Linked DNA regions of Zea mays: regions 2 and 3 are each linked to region 1. A link is a contact called in public Hi-C data. All regions are on one chromosome and are shown on one strand. Each heading gives the region's core, a stretch centred on a gene start, on an enhancer-like site or on the middle of the called end of the contact. The rest is flanking DNA. Distances are from core to core; before and after follow the strand shown.

The links. Hi-C and Micro-C count contacts between places; a contact is called where the count stands out from the background.
Region 2: a contact with region 1 is called in a Hi-C map of tassel, with 3 times the contacts expected there. The contact joins the promoter of LOC100278846 here to the promoter of LOC100283887 in region 1. A contact is called at or near these places in 2 of 25 Hi-C or Micro-C datasets (ear and tassel).
Region 3: a Hi-C map of leaf shows a contact between it and region 1, with 5 times the contacts expected there. The contact joins the promoter of LOC732790 here to the promoter of LOC100283887 in region 1. A contact is called at or near these places in 2 of 25 Hi-C or Micro-C datasets (ear and leaf).

The regions. Positions count from the first base shown.
Region 1 is chr2:68,122,456-68,125,078 of Zm-B73-REFERENCE-NAM-5.0, reverse strand. LOC100283887 reads right to left here and starts at 1,320. Exons shown (of 11, transcript NM_001156785.1): 1 at 1,122-1,320.
Region 2 is chr2:67,295,672-67,298,294 of Zm-B73-REFERENCE-NAM-5.0, reverse strand. It overlaps LOC100278846 (Protein AUXIN SIGNALING F-BOX 3), which reads right to left and starts at 1,292. Exons shown (of 5, transcript XM_008671272.3): 1 at 683-1,292; 2 at 1-581. The coding sequence starts at 152.
Region 3 is chr2:67,449,780-67,452,402 of Zm-B73-REFERENCE-NAM-5.0, reverse strand. LOC732790 (high chlorophyll fluorescence106) reads left to right here and starts at 1,338. Exons shown (of 7, transcript NM_001112408.1): 1 at 1,338-1,394; 2 at 1,396-1,558; 3 at 1,699-1,823. The coding sequence starts at 1,396.

The DNA of each region.
Region 1 (2,623 bases), core at 71-2,570:
CACTAGAGATGCAGTTTTGTAAAGAAGGCGAGCAACAGAGGCAAAGCAACAACTGTTGGCCGCCGACAGGCACTGGCGCACACGTACTGCGCAGTGGCGTTGACCAGCTCACCTTTCCAGAGAGGAGAATGCGCAGGAAGATAGGAGGGAGACGTCGGCCAGGAGTACTACGCCCTGGCAGCTGCGGCTGGATAGGAAGAGAAGGGCGCTCGGCGCCAGGTTCCGGCCGGCGACGGCGGCGGCGGCTAGAGAAGAAAGTAAACTAGTGTATAGTGTGCGCCTATGCGCGCGTGGCAAACCGTTTATGTATGCTTGACAGAGAGTAAATAAGGACATAAGAGCAAAGACAAAGCAAACCAAGGTTCAGTGATTGAAAGAGTTGGACATTGTTCAGAGGTGATTAATGTAGCGGTTACATTAGCTACATAGTCAACCGACAGGTTCGTACGAATTTATATATTACATCATTAGCAGGATTCAACGGCTGGGGATCAGCACTGCGAAGGTTTCAGCAGTTTGGTTACTTGTACACAAAAACATTCGTGCTCCAAAAGTGACGATGCTCATCATAGGTATGCAACATAGGTACCAATACAAAAAAGGTGAGCATCAGTAGTTAAAGAGTCTTTGAGCTGCTGTGTTTGTGTGGTATGGTTATGAAGGTGAGTGAAGAAGAATATGCAGATTATATTGATTACAAATTATGAAGAGGGCAAGAGAGTAGAATGTGTAGTACCTTCATGAGAACGGCGATGATCTAACGATTAAGGTTTTGAGGGTCTGTAGAACCTGGCTGGGTAGTCTTGATCCTATATATATACACACACACGCCCATGGACATGGCTTCAGATTCAGGCTTTCAACAAGGCAAACAGCCATACGTGATACGCCCATGGACATGGGCAGCAACAGGCCAACAGCCATACTACAATATGAAGCAAATAATCACTGGAAGGTTTCAGGCTTTCAGCATCTAAGTAAAACTGAAAACCAACAAACATGGACATGGACAGCAACAGGCCAACAACCATACGCCCATACCTACAGACTACAGTACAACAGAGCACACCAGAAAACAGAGACAAGCTCTAAATCTGGATTCTGGAGACTGGAGACCGTACCTGCAGGCCGGCTGCTGGCGCCGCCGCGCCGGGGATGGAGGAGGGGCCGAGGGGGACGATGCCGCCGTATCCCCCGTCACCGGTAGCGCGCCGCCGTCACCTGCACAGTGTTCCGCTAGGGTTCCTCCCTCGGCAGCTGGTTGCCTGGTTCGTGTCGTGTGTGCCTGGGCGTTGCTCTGTTGGCTCTTGGTTGTGTTGTGCAGCTTCGGCTCACGTGGTGGGAATTAAGAAAAAGGAAGCTGGGCTGGGCCGCCGGGCAAGTGAAGTGGGCCACTGGGCCGGAATTTCAATCCAGTTAGTCAGGCTGACTAATCGGCAGATATCTGATCGCACTGATCGCGGCGTTACCCTTGACCTTGATCGGCTCTTGACCTTGATCGGCTCTGGAGTTACGATCAGTCGATTAATCACCGATTAATCGTGACTAATCGGATGTTCTGAAAACACTATAAACCAAACCAAATTAATTAATTTGTTGATGCACAAGGAGCACAATACATAGCAGAAGCAGGACATGAATCAAGCGTGGTAGAATTAAATGCTATAAAATGGAACTATCTATGAAACGACACAATGGCACAGAAATAGAGTACGAGCAAAGGCTAAAAACAATTACCTCTCTAGATAAACCTTGGTTATGTGATATTGTTGCAACTACTGGAATCCAAAAAACAGTTTAGAGTGCTGCTATAAAGTATCCAAAACCCAATGTTGATTCCCTTGTACCGTGAGTTTGTTACACATAAATAAATAGGTAACTTAGCTGAGAGTGAAGCACAAAAAACACAAACATAACAAGATAAAATCATTTCATGAATGGAGGTGAAATTAGCTCATGTTAATACTACATTTACATCCAAAAAATAATATAAGTGCAACATGTACAAGCAACCTTTTTGTCGTCGCATAAAGGACATTCTTGAAAGTCGCCTAGACGGGGGTTGTTGGGGTATGCTTCGTAGCCGAAGATCCTAAAGAAAGAGAACACCTTCGGCAGATCCTATCAGGAGCAGCGCCGAAGCCATCACTTATGAAGCTTCGGCACAATAGCAGATCTCGAGACGAAGGGGTGAACCGACTTAAAGATGAAATGACCTAAAGACTCATGATGCTTTGTGTCATTATTGCAGTCGATTGTAAAGGACACAAATGTAATTTTACACAGGCTGTGCCCCGTGCCTATAAATAGGTGAACAGTATCCCTATACTGTTCACGCAATCTTGTAATCGCTAACGCATTACGCTGGAGTTACTACTTTTTGCCAAGGCAAAGGTAGAAATGTACTTAAATATTATGTTTTAATATTTAAGTTCATATTACAAAATATGTGAACAATGTTATTTATTTTAATAGATCTTTCTCCAATGTTTAATGTTTTATATCTTGTTTCGCATTGTTTTATGTCTGGTCACGAAGGTGTGACGTTCGTAGTATTCTACCCGTGGCCTTCGTCCGAAGTTCATTAAATCCTTGGGGAGATAATGCTTCAACAGACGAAGGA
Region 2 (2,623 bases), core at 43-2,542, 830 kb after region 1:
ACAGCGTAGCAGTTCCCTACGAACACCGCTCGTCGGCTCAGCCTCTCGACCTCATACCACACCTTGCACACAAGGGAGACCGTGTTCCGGTCGCTGTGCGATGGCAAGAAGCTGAAGATGTGCTCTACCACCTCCTCGGGGAAGTAGGTCATGGCGCCTTCCCCCAAGAGGACCTTGTTACTAGGACCACAGGAACTGGATCTGACCCCTTCCAGCCTCTAGGTATCTAAGATAGACCTAGAAGTCAACAAGAGCAAGAGCACGAATGTGATCCGCTCCTTTCCAGCTTCAGGTTTACTCAACTCAGGACAAGATATCAACAACAACTAGAAGCACGTCATCTCGTGCTAAAAATTTTTGATCAGACACCGAAAAGGATGTAATGACAGTCAAACCGCGGAAAGCAATGTCATTCAGTAAGGTCAACTGGGCAAGGAGACCAAGTGACTTTCAGATCTGCAGGCAACGCTGCTTCAGACAGTAGCAGAATCCGCCATACATGCCCGATTTGGCCATGAGACGCTCCATCTACTCGAAATGAGGCGAAGATAGTGACCACCACCCGATCTCTCCACCGAAACCTGCAGAGAGAGATTGGGTAGCCTTCAGCTCCTGCCAACTGCAGGCAACTGCAAGGAAATGGAAACAGACGCCCGAGGGGGCAAAAAATGCGACAGCCTACCTCGCTCAGATCCGCGCCGCCGGACCGCCAGATCTAACCCATGAACGTCTCGCCTACTCGCGGCCGCCTCCTTCCTTCCCACCAAAACCCCGTTAAAAAAAACTCTCCCTCTGGCGACCGAAAATCACTCGCCGCTGTCGCCGTCGCCGCGCCTCCCGGACCAAGTACCCGTCCTGCCTCTGAAGGCGTTCCCCGAAAGGGGAACAGAGCGGGGGTAAATCCCAGGCAACCGCCAAGCGGGAAGCGCCAGGAGGAGGAGGTAACGCGGCGGGGAAGTCCGGAAGTGGCCGGCAGCGGGGAGGAGGGGCGGACGGTGGAGGGGCAGCAGCCGGAGGAGAGGGAGCTGGAGGAGGGACGGGGAAGGGGATGGGGCGAGAGAGACTAGAGTGAGGATATGCTTCTCTCTCTTTCAGGAACGGGAAAGCAGGAAGCGGCAGGCAGGTGAAGTGAGAAGTGGTGAACCGGCTGAGCCGGTCGGCGGTCTGGTCGGACCGGTGGCGCGGGTCGGGATGCGACCCGGGCGGGCGCATGTGTCCCTATCCACCGCTTCCGGATAAGAAGTGAGGGTGTCAGAAAAAGGGCACAAATTGCTAAGCGCACACACAAGTGGTCCCCATCTGTGCTTGGCGGCTATACACCTCTTATTTCTTTTTTCATCGTAGATTGAGTAATGTCTCGGCTTTTAACTCTTTTAACTCTGATATACCATGTTTTCATCATTTATTTGACATTGTATGTTTATCTTTGTTTTCCCTCCATGATAGAATTGTATTCTATGTGATATATAATTTTTGATAAGTAAACGTATTATATCTTCTACAGCTAGAAATCCAGTTCATCAATAACTTAACAAAAAAAATTAAAAAAAGTTAATTTTTCAATAAAATGTTGTTCGTAGGGTTTTTTATTAGTCGAGTCACAAACTTACGAGATCACTATATATGTAATATTTATTAATAAATGTTGAAGTATCTTGATTGTAATAAACAATAGGTGAAATGTGGTATATAAGAAATTATGTGTCTAAAAATAATAATCTTTTTAAAATGATCAACAAACTGATTCCCGACACGTAAATATTTAAGAAACCAATAGCACACATGGATAGGGCTGGAAACGAGCCGAATCGAGCTCGGCTTGGTGACTGAACGAGCTCGGCTCGGCTCGTCCATTTCACGAGCTGGCGAAAGAGGCTCGGCTCGGCTCGACCTTGGCTCGCGAGCTGGCTCGGCTCGGCTCGCGAGCTGGCTCGGCTCGGCTCGCGAGCCATATTCTGGTACTTATCGTTGCATTATTTGGTGAATTAACATTATATATTCATTATCAAAGACTAAAAAATGATCTATTATCCATAAAATTATCTAATATTCATTATTATTCCATAAATTGATCATTTTTGCAAGGCTCGCGAGCCGGCTCGCGAGCTGGCTCGGTTCGGCTCGCTGAAAAAACGATTTCGAAGAAAAGGCTCGGCTCGGCTCGTTCGAGGCTCGCGAGCCGCTCCGAGCCGAGCCGCACCGAGCTCGAGCCGGCTCGCGAGCCTCGAGCTAATTTTTCAGCCCTACACATGGACCAAGACGAGCTACTGCAGCGCGATGATTGCAAGGCACTGCATGGCACCATGTATAGGAGTACAATCGATCGCCGATCGGTGCCCCCAAGTAATTAAGAGCCCACAGGAAAGCAAAAGCAAGGGTCCTGTCATGTCCTGCGCCTGTGCTCGCGCGGCGTGGTGATCTGCAACTTGCGATGGCACATTGGCACACGCAGGACTAGTACGTACCGCAGTCCGCAGGTGCATACGGAGAATGTACGACCAGTCTACTGCGTGCGTCCATCCATCCGTCCGTCTCTCAGCACAGCAGCAGCATTCAAGCAAGCTGCACCTAAAACATTAATATTAAAAATCGTTAATTAATGATTAGATGGCGGATGGACGGA
Region 3 (2,623 bases), core at 89-2,588, 670 kb after region 1:
CGTCGAGTTCAAATTAATTTGCCCGGGATAAAATCGTAAGAGTAGGTCGAGCTTACATATTCGTATTTGCGCGAGCGATGAATTTTAAATAGGAGCATAACTCGCAAACTTTCAGAACAATTACGTTCCAAAATTCGCGAAAACTTTAGGAGGAGTCTAAATAGACAGAAACAAATATGATATTAAAATCGCGATAGATGAAGATGATTAGACCTTAGTGTTCATTTTATTTACTAATATCACGTGCTTAAATCCATACTCGTTGTCGAGCGGAATATAAACATCAGGGGTGTTACAACGAAGCTCCTGTAATATTCAATAATATGCTGAAAGCAAATGGTTAGTCGTGTTTTTGAGGACCTTCATAAGAGGAAGGCCCCCAACACAAGGTATCACATATCCGAGGCCTACATAGATTCAAAGTAAAGGGGAATTATCGCCTAGGTACACCAGTCCGATCAAAATATTGGAATGAAAAGGCGAAGTAGCATACCAGTTAGAGTTATTTGAGAGGCTAGTAGATGTGCATAATGCATTCATGTGTCACAACTCAAGAAGTGTTTGAGTGCCAGAGGATTAGTTGCAAATAGAGGATCTAAATGTTCAAGGTGATCTAATATACATCGGGTATTACTAACCCATACTCGTACCCACGATAAAAAAATAATCTCGTCAGGTCTACCTTTATCTAGGATGGATATAGATTTACCCCCATACCCATACCTATATGGATATGGGTCACCATTGGGTCACTCGTACCCACGAAGATTAAACATCTATCAAAATAATACATTATGCAAACATTAAGTATATTCATCTAAATACCACTATTAAATTTCTAGCATCATTCAATCATCCATTCAACAACACCGTAGATAATTGGATAAAGTAACAACACTAAGTAGTACCACATAACACATTACATGGTCATCAAATAGTTGTTAAGACTTCTATGACACTATCACTCAAAAGGTTGTTAAATAGTAAAAAATGGATGATTGAAGCCCAAGTTCATGCTTTTGGGCCAAGTTTATACCGGATATTTTATATCCATGTGTTAACGGGTATGGGTGAGGGTAGAATGTTCTAGTACCCGTTTATCCATATGTAAAAGTTTTTGTCCAATAAAAACTGATGAGTATAATATTTAGTCCAGATACGTACCCTAATGGAGTAAATACTCATCGGGTATCGGATCATGGTGTCATTGCCATCTCTAGGGCCTTAACAACCTCTGTTGTACTGTACTGTACGCCATCTACGTGGTCGGATCCGAATCAGACGGCTCAGGTTGTACCAATCAGCTGTGCTAAAAGCATCCTGCAGCTATCTTTGAGTAGGCGGTCCACAGGCAAATCCCCTATCTCCAACCTGTGAACGGTGAACCCCGATCGAATGACGCCGACGGCGAACCTCCTCCTCCCGGCTCCCCCATTCGTCCCCATCTCTGATGTGCGCCGCCTCCAGCTCCCCCCGCGCGTCCGCCACCAGCCTCGTCCCTGCTGGAAGGGCGTGGAGTGGGGCTCCATACAGACCCGGATGGTCTCTTCTTTCGTTGGTATGAGCGAACCCTGCTACCCGTGGAATAGATTGCTCTGAGCGTCCTGTTCTTGGGGGTTCTTTGATGTGCGGAATCAAATCCAAATCTTTTCGCACTCTCGTGCTGGCACGCTGATTTTGTCTTTCTTTGGAGTCTAGCTGTAGGGAGCAGAACACGCCGCAGAAACGTTATATGTGCTTCCCTGTTTGGAGTTGGAGCTCCCGAAGCACTGGTCATTGGAGTAGTCGCCTTGTTGGTATTCGGCCCCAAGGGTCTAGCAGAGGTAAATTACCTGCGTCTACAAGCCTTGTCAGCTTTCTGTTCTTGCCTTCTTGGGGCTATTCACTCGTTAAGTCGTTAATGTGCTTGGGTGGTGCTAGTAATTGAGAACACTGATCGACAAGATTGACCTATAGGTATGGTATGGAATTTCAATCCAAAAAAAAACCCAACTTCAGTAGTATTATGTAAGAACCCTCTCTAACTTCTTTACCTCACTGTTGAGCCCTTTGGCCATTCAGATTCATCCCAGCGCATAATTCTCAGTTCAGGCGCTCAGGTCCCTTATGCTTAGTTGCTCTATTTTTTTTGGCATTATCCATCAGCTGCCGACCTGCTGTAATTATGCGTACATATTCCCCCTTAACTCTATGGACCAGTTGCACCAGAAATGACATTATATGTCTTGGGACTAATGACCATCCCATGGTATCAATTGTTGAGTTATTACTATTATGAACCTGCCATTCATAATTGGAAGCTGTTTACACTTTCATCTGCCTCTGGAACTGTGTCATTGTTAATCAACTTTTAGTTTTAAACAATAAGCTTCATGGTAACCAAAAGAATTTCCCCCTATCACTCTGTTCTTTTGTTGGCTACAGGAAATTACATGTCTTCTTATGTTTGATTCTGATGTGATACTTAGCTGATCTGCTGATAGTCTAGGGCAGTAAGCTATTAAGTTCCTCCCTAATAGGCTTTAATCGTGAACTCTGTTGGAACTATGGAATTTTTATCATGACTCCAAACACCATCCTGTTTCTATATTTTAGAGTTTTGCTTTGTAAACATTCTTTGAAC